Regions from separate parts of the Anas platyrhynchos genome. Here region 2 is linked to region 1. The links are chromatin contacts, called in public Hi-C maps. All regions are on one chromosome and are shown on one strand. Each heading gives the region's core, a stretch centred on a gene start, on an enhancer-like site or on the middle of the called end of the contact. The rest is flanking DNA. Distances are from core to core; before and after follow the strand shown. Region 1 holds the start of DDC (dopa decarboxylase). Region 2 overlaps DDC (dopa decarboxylase).

What was found. A called contact is a pair of places that touch in the nucleus more often than the background predicts.
Region 2: a Hi-C map of F1 follicle shows a contact between it and region 1, with 3 times the contacts expected there. The contact joins the enhancer-like site here to the promoter of DDC in region 1. A contact is called at or near these places in 2 of 8 Hi-C or Micro-C datasets (F1 follicle and liver).

Annotation. Positions count from the first base shown.
Region 1 is chr2:72,659,388-72,662,758 of IASCAAS_PekinDuck_T2T, reverse strand. DDC (dopa decarboxylase) reads right to left here and starts at 1,420. Exons shown (of 14, transcript XM_005022746.6): 1 at 746-1,420.
Region 2 is chr2:72,728,261-72,731,249 of IASCAAS_PekinDuck_T2T, reverse strand. It overlaps DDC (dopa decarboxylase), which reads right to left. Exons shown (of 14, transcript XM_005022746.6): 14 at 1-52. Among named protein-coding and RNA genes, the nearest start is that of FIGNL1, 5.0 kb to the left of the region's middle. Within about 2 kb of position 1,334, at least 1 of the 8 cell types and tissues checked has an H3K27ac peak or open chromatin away from gene starts, as enhancers often do. A contact at or near this core is called in F1 follicle, where this site is marked.

The DNA of each region.
Region 1 (3,371 bases), core at 171-2,670:
CATCATAGTTATATTGAAAATCTTGCTTTTGCATCAAGTATTCATTGTGGTATGTTATCTTTTTTCCTTGAATCATTGACAAAAACGTTATTCCTCTTTCCTCTTCCATTGAAGTCCCTATGAATCCATTAACTTCTTCCTCTGAGCCCTGGTAGTGCTGAAGTAACATTTGCCGTTCTGCATTTTGCCACACGAGAGTGTGATGCCACTGTATGGGGATAGCTCCACTTCCCATGACATAAACAGGACCTCTCTGCAAAGGTAAGTCCAATCTCACACATTGCAATGAAACCAAGCTATAGGAACAGGAGAACTGCATTTTCAAACAAAAGAGATTTGTTCTTCTGACCAAATTTGTGGAGGTTAATGTAGCTTGTCAGCTGGGACTCAGTTCCTATACGGCACAGGATGCCACCATGCAAAAGCATTGCTGTCCCTCCAGAACACTTCATTTAGTAAGCAGTGCCTTTGAGTCCATTTTAGCAGTTAAAACCTGCTTCGTTTAAAATCTTTAAATTCAAAAGTTTTGATATTAAAATACTTTATGAACTCCTGACCATTTCAATAAAATAGGCTTAAACTACTGTTGATTAAAACAGAAATGTCTAACTTGAGTACATTATGTTGCATTTCTAAATACTCGGTAGCTTAATACTTAACAAATTTTGCCGACTTGTCAGATTGGATTACTTGGTGAAAGTACAGAGGTGACTTCACTTTCTAACATGAGTAAGCTTATCCTTACCTGTTTGGAGATCTCAGTACTTTTTCAGACACTTTGGAAACATGCACTTTCAGTAGTTTCCTGATATTCTTGTTGCATTAAGAAGCGATCACAACAAGCAGCTAAAGAATCGTAGTCCCCAAAAATTTCTCAGCCCTTGCCAGTAACTACGTGGTTTTCATTGCTATTGAGCTTATCCTGAACCTGTAGTTAATCATTAAGACGCGTTGCACAACGTCCACCAGCTTTACCAGTCATTCTTTCTCAATAAGGAGGAAAAAAAGGAAAGCTGCTGAACGCATTCTGCTGCCGTGCACAGGTATTTGGGGTGCGATACGTGACTTCTTATTTACCCAGGGAGCCTCAAGTGAAAATGTAGGAGCATAAGAAAGAGGGGCACTGCGCGGGCCCTGAGGTGAAGCCCTCCACCCCTCAGGAGCAGCCCCCTGGCCGCCCCCATTCAGCGCCGCCATTTTGCAGCGCGTCCCCTGCAGGAGGCTGGCGGTGCAGCCTCACCGCTCTGCCCGTGCTTCACGGCAGGCGCTGCCGAGGGACGCAGCTGTCTCAATGAAACAAAACACCCCCAAATCTCCCCATGTTTAAAGTAAAACAGTGAGACCCCAGCCGCTCGGGCTCCATGGGAACCCCTGCCCGGAGCCCAGCCGCCCACGGAGGGAGCCGCGCCCGCCGCCTGCCGGCCCAGCCCGGCCTCGCCGCCCCAGGAGGGGCACGGGGTGTAGGGAAAAGTGTTTCTTTTTATTGCATCGCAAGATCCAGTTCACAGCCTATGTTTCTGTCTGAGCAGTCCCGGGTCCTCGGCATTAAAAAGCTGCCTGAGGCCGGGGAGCGTGGCTGGGGTCTGCTGAGCCACCTCCTGCCGCAGCCAGACTGCCAGCCTTTGGGAGGTGTCTCTGGTGGGGGAAGCCCAGAGACATTTGGGATGTAGCCGGAGCTAGGATGAGCCCTTCTCCCTCAGTGTGTAAGTGCTGGACGGCTGGGGACAGCCTCTCAGACCTGCCCCTGCACTGCAGCTCTTTGTGAGGAAAAAAGAAAAAAAAACACCCAAGACTTCAGTAGGTTGCACCCCTCCCTCCCCACCACCTCCTGTATTTTTTTTTCTCCTTTGCTCGCACACAGCAGGAGGAAAAGCTGCATTTTATCCTGAAGGCTGCTGGTGCGAGAGGCCTTCACAACGTGCCGCTACACAGCAGCTGAACAAAAAAGCCCAGAAATAACCATTACTGTGTAACTTCTAGGATACCCACTCCTGCCTTTCAAGTGAGCGCTATCCCGCTCACTTGAGGTGTATACACGTGAGGTGTAAGCAAGGTGCAGTCCCCATCATTTATCACCTTGTTTTGAGGCCACATGAAGCCAGCTACTGCCTTTGTGCAGCATACCCTATGCAAGCAGGCTGGGGGCAATCACTTCCCTCTGCTACCTTCAGTTGTTTCTGCGTGAGTTGGCCCCCATGTGAACACATACTGTATCAGACCAAAAAATATCTCTAGCCCTAGAAGAAAAAAAAAAAAAAAAAAAAAGAGTACAAATATAGGTTATCAGGTAATGATTCTTCCCCTAATGACCGCTCCTGGCACTTGGTGACATGAGGCCCATGGACTTACTGATCGAAAGATGCTTTGTTTGTAGTTAACATCCATCTGTGAGTTTGTGGAAGCTCCTTATGTTGATAAGCACTTCATGAACCCAGGCGAACTTTTAGCATGTGGTATTTTTTTATTTTTTTTTAATATCCAGGCAGTCAATGATGAAATTTTTATTTACTGAACTGGGCCCCTACACGTTAGGTGATGCCCTGTGACTTTTGATTGAAAAATAAAGTAATTAAGTATTTTGCGTTCTGCCTATGTTTTTACAGAAGTCTACTATACTTCCATCAGTCACTGCTTTCTAGTCTGTGGAACCATCTGTGTATATTTGATCGTTTTTATGACCAACCCGTTTGCTTTTCCTATAGCTCCTCCATTTCTCCTGCATCCGAAGTCTTCCTTCTCACTCCTGCCCCGGGAGTTCCTGCTCCCTTATCCCTTCTTGAAGGACAGCAGCTTCTAGGATTCTGTTTGTGAAGGTGTACGTATTAGAAAGAGGATGCAGTACTTTCTCACTCAGTTTTCTTCTTCTCTGCGGTGCTGTTTTATAAGGGAGATCAAAGACTTGTTCAGGCAATTCATTGCAAGTATTTTGAGACAAACATTTTAAGCCCTCGGTGTTTCTGTTTCTTGTTATTCAGCTGTTTTCACAAACCCTATACACTTTAGTGAAAATTAAATGATTTCTTCTACCCACCTACTCTCTCGTTACTCTTTTCTTCCATGACTGTGTTAGGCAATTTTTCACAAAGCTCTAGTCCTCACTGCTTTCCTCATTTCTGTTTTCTGTCTTTGGACCTGATTCTGAGAGTACTGCACTAACATAAAACTAAGCATGTAAGAATCATACGGAACACACAAATATCTTCCAGAAATTCAGTGGAAAAGAGAAGTGTAATGGAGGAAATCAAATGCTTAAAAGGCTTAACTAAATTAAAATACTTCTGAATACGATGTATCCAGCATTCTTTGTGAAACAGTGAAGTTGTACATTTTCAGTATTTGACTTAGCTCTTTTAACTTTATAAAATTATTGC
Region 2 (2,989 bases), core at 85-2,584, 69 kb before region 1:
TCTTGGCCTCGTTTATGCTTTTGAGAAGCGCCTTATTTAGTTCATTTGAGCCCTGAAATCATCATAATTCAATGGATACAGCAATGAGTTTCAGAAACAAGCCTGGAATATGTAAGTCCCACCAAGCTGCCGAGCCAAGGCGTCACCAGTAACATGCGGCCGCTTTCTCATCTCTCAGTGCTTTGCCATCAAAGGATTATAAAAAAGATCATGCCTCAAGAGATCGTTTTTCAGCCACAAAGAGATTTATGGATTAACTGTGGCTTAGAAGCAGTGTTCACACTGGGGCATTTGTGATAGCTGACTGCTTTTGCATGACCTAAGGTCATGAGCTATGTAGCTTCACATAAAAGCATTCATTACTGCAACCATTTCATTACACTTTTCTTAGATCTAATCAAACAGACGTGGGAGGCAGTTTTGCAATGAACTGTACTAACATTAGTAAAACAAATCTTCCAGTCTTCACTTAGGCATGGCTGCTGTTAGAGAGGCTTTGGAATATGAAGATGGAAATCTTACCCTCGGTTAAGTAATAGTTAAGGTAATGTATCCCTGGCATAAAAAGAATCAAGGAACCAAAGTCTGGTTCATACTATTAGTGAAACCCTAAAAAGGTATTTGCTGTGAGTTCTATAGCAAGTGTCCTCCACTGAATCCTGCAGTGTTTTCTTGGGGATTTTAGGAATGTGGCAAACTGACCCTCCCACTGGGAGCAGCCATTCTTCTGAGTAAGTTACACATGCTAAGTAACTTGGAAGAAGTCAGAGGGACACTACATCCATTCAGTATTGCATTTTATCTTCTTCTAGTGTACTTAGTCCTCCTTGTACTCAAATACTGAGTGTCTTTCCTTTAGAGCAGCTGCATGGTTTCAGTACCAACCCTAAAAGAAACAGGACTACACAGAAGAGTACTGATTCTTTTACAGGTTCAGCTAATGTTGCATTAATGGTTTTCCTCCTTCACCTCAATCAGTATTTAAGAATAAAACAAAAGGTGTCATTAGATTTTCAAAAACACCAGTAAATTGTTTGAAATGAAAACAACATGGGAGGGTCTTGGGACTTTTGTCAGATTTAGCAATGCAGGATGAAGTGTTCACAGCATATCTTTGGCAGTCTTTGTTACCCTAATTACAGGAACCCGTATGTCTAATTTTTTATATCAGCAGCCTGATAGATGGCCTCAGATTCGCTGGCCTGCTTGACATAACAAAATACGCCACGTTGATCCTGAGGGCTATGATTTTTCTCTTTGGGGAAGGATCCTAGCTACTGTACGGCCTTTACTCTTTCCATTTGCACTGCCGGTGACACGGCATTGCAAGAGAGGCTGGGACTTCTGCTGTTCCCTGACTGACCACTGCAGCACCAGAGCCACAAGTGGACAAATACACCTGTATACATGCTCAGCAGCGCTTCTGGTACAGCAGTGGCCATCAGTCTTCTTGAAAATATCTTTATTAGAAGACATTATCACAAATCTACCCAGTTGTGGTGTGCCTTCTTAGCCTTTTCCTAAAGAAAACAAAGCACAAGGGAGACACAGTTTCCCCTTGGAACTACGGACAAAATGATTTCTTCCCATGCTTTTGGGTCCCATTACAGTTAGAGATGAACCCAAGTCAGCATCACTGGTGAGAATGATGTACTGCTGCCTTACTGAAGGTAATCCATCAGTAAAACGTTGATCCTCATTGTTAATATGAAATGCACAGCACTGCCTTTAGGGCAACATAAGCACTTATAATATGTTAATGCCCTTGGCAGGGGTAAGGGGAGGAAAGAGAAAGGTTTGTGTGCCTTTCTTCTATTCTCCTCTCTCAGCCGCACCTAGGGGCTGCTCTGACACTCAGGTGTCACATCAAATTGAAGTTAGCAGTGACAAATCCTCTCCCAGAGCTTTGAGAAGCCAGCAGCCAGCTCTGATGGAGTCTGTCAGTTTTAATAAGCCCGTATTCTCATCCCCTTGGAGAAATGACTAGCTTGACTTCTATTCATCTGCAGACATGACAGGGAGGCCAGAAATTAACCCTTTGGCGTGATACTTGGATTCCTTCTCTGACATTTGATGAAACAGTTATAATATGAAAGTCATAGACTATTAGTCCATCTGCTCAACAGCATGAAAGGAAAAACATTAAAAGTTACAGCTAAAAAATAAAAAGAAGATTTCTCAAGATCAACAGAAGGAAAAGTATTGCTGTTTTTACAGCTCAAAGCATTATAGGGTCAAGTCCCCTGTCCTTCAGTCCTGCTGTAACATGGGGTTGTCCCAGTAAGTTACATAAAAGTTACAGGTACCCTGCTTCTACAGTGCGTTTTAATACCAAGTACAGAAACCACCAGAAGATTTTGAAGAATTATTTTAATAGGAAATAAAGTTGCAAAAATAACTGGAAAAAACTCTTCATTTAAAAGCTTGTTAGCTTGGGGTGTTCTTTGTTTGTTTGTTTGTTTGTTTTTGTGTGTGTGTTATTTTATTTTATTGTGGTTTTGTTTGTTTGTTTGTTTTTGGACAGGGAAGGCAATAAAAACATTGATGGAAATAGTGATGAAAACACTGCTGTTTCTAGACTGGTTTTCGGAAGAATAACGCCTTTATTCTACAACTTGCCCAAAGGTTTATGAGCTAGATATCCAGTATTTATCTCTTCTTGTGTAAACGCCTTTCCCTGTGAACCTGATTTCTTTCTCTGGAGCATCAGGGACAGGCGACCAGATGTGGGTGAACCACTGGTCTGATCAAAAGTGACAATTCTGTGTTGCTAAACTCTGTTTCTTTAAACTAAGCAAAGAGCACTGAGTAACAGCTATCTCTGGATCTGTAAAACCGGTGTTTACTTGTCCAAGTCAGAGAGCAGACTACAACCAGCATCTTGTTATTGAGAGCAGAACCTGTTCCTCAAAATCTTTTAAAAGTTCTCATTAAGAAAGAAAACATATTCATGTTTTCACTTACTGGAACAACCCTGTTACGTAATCTG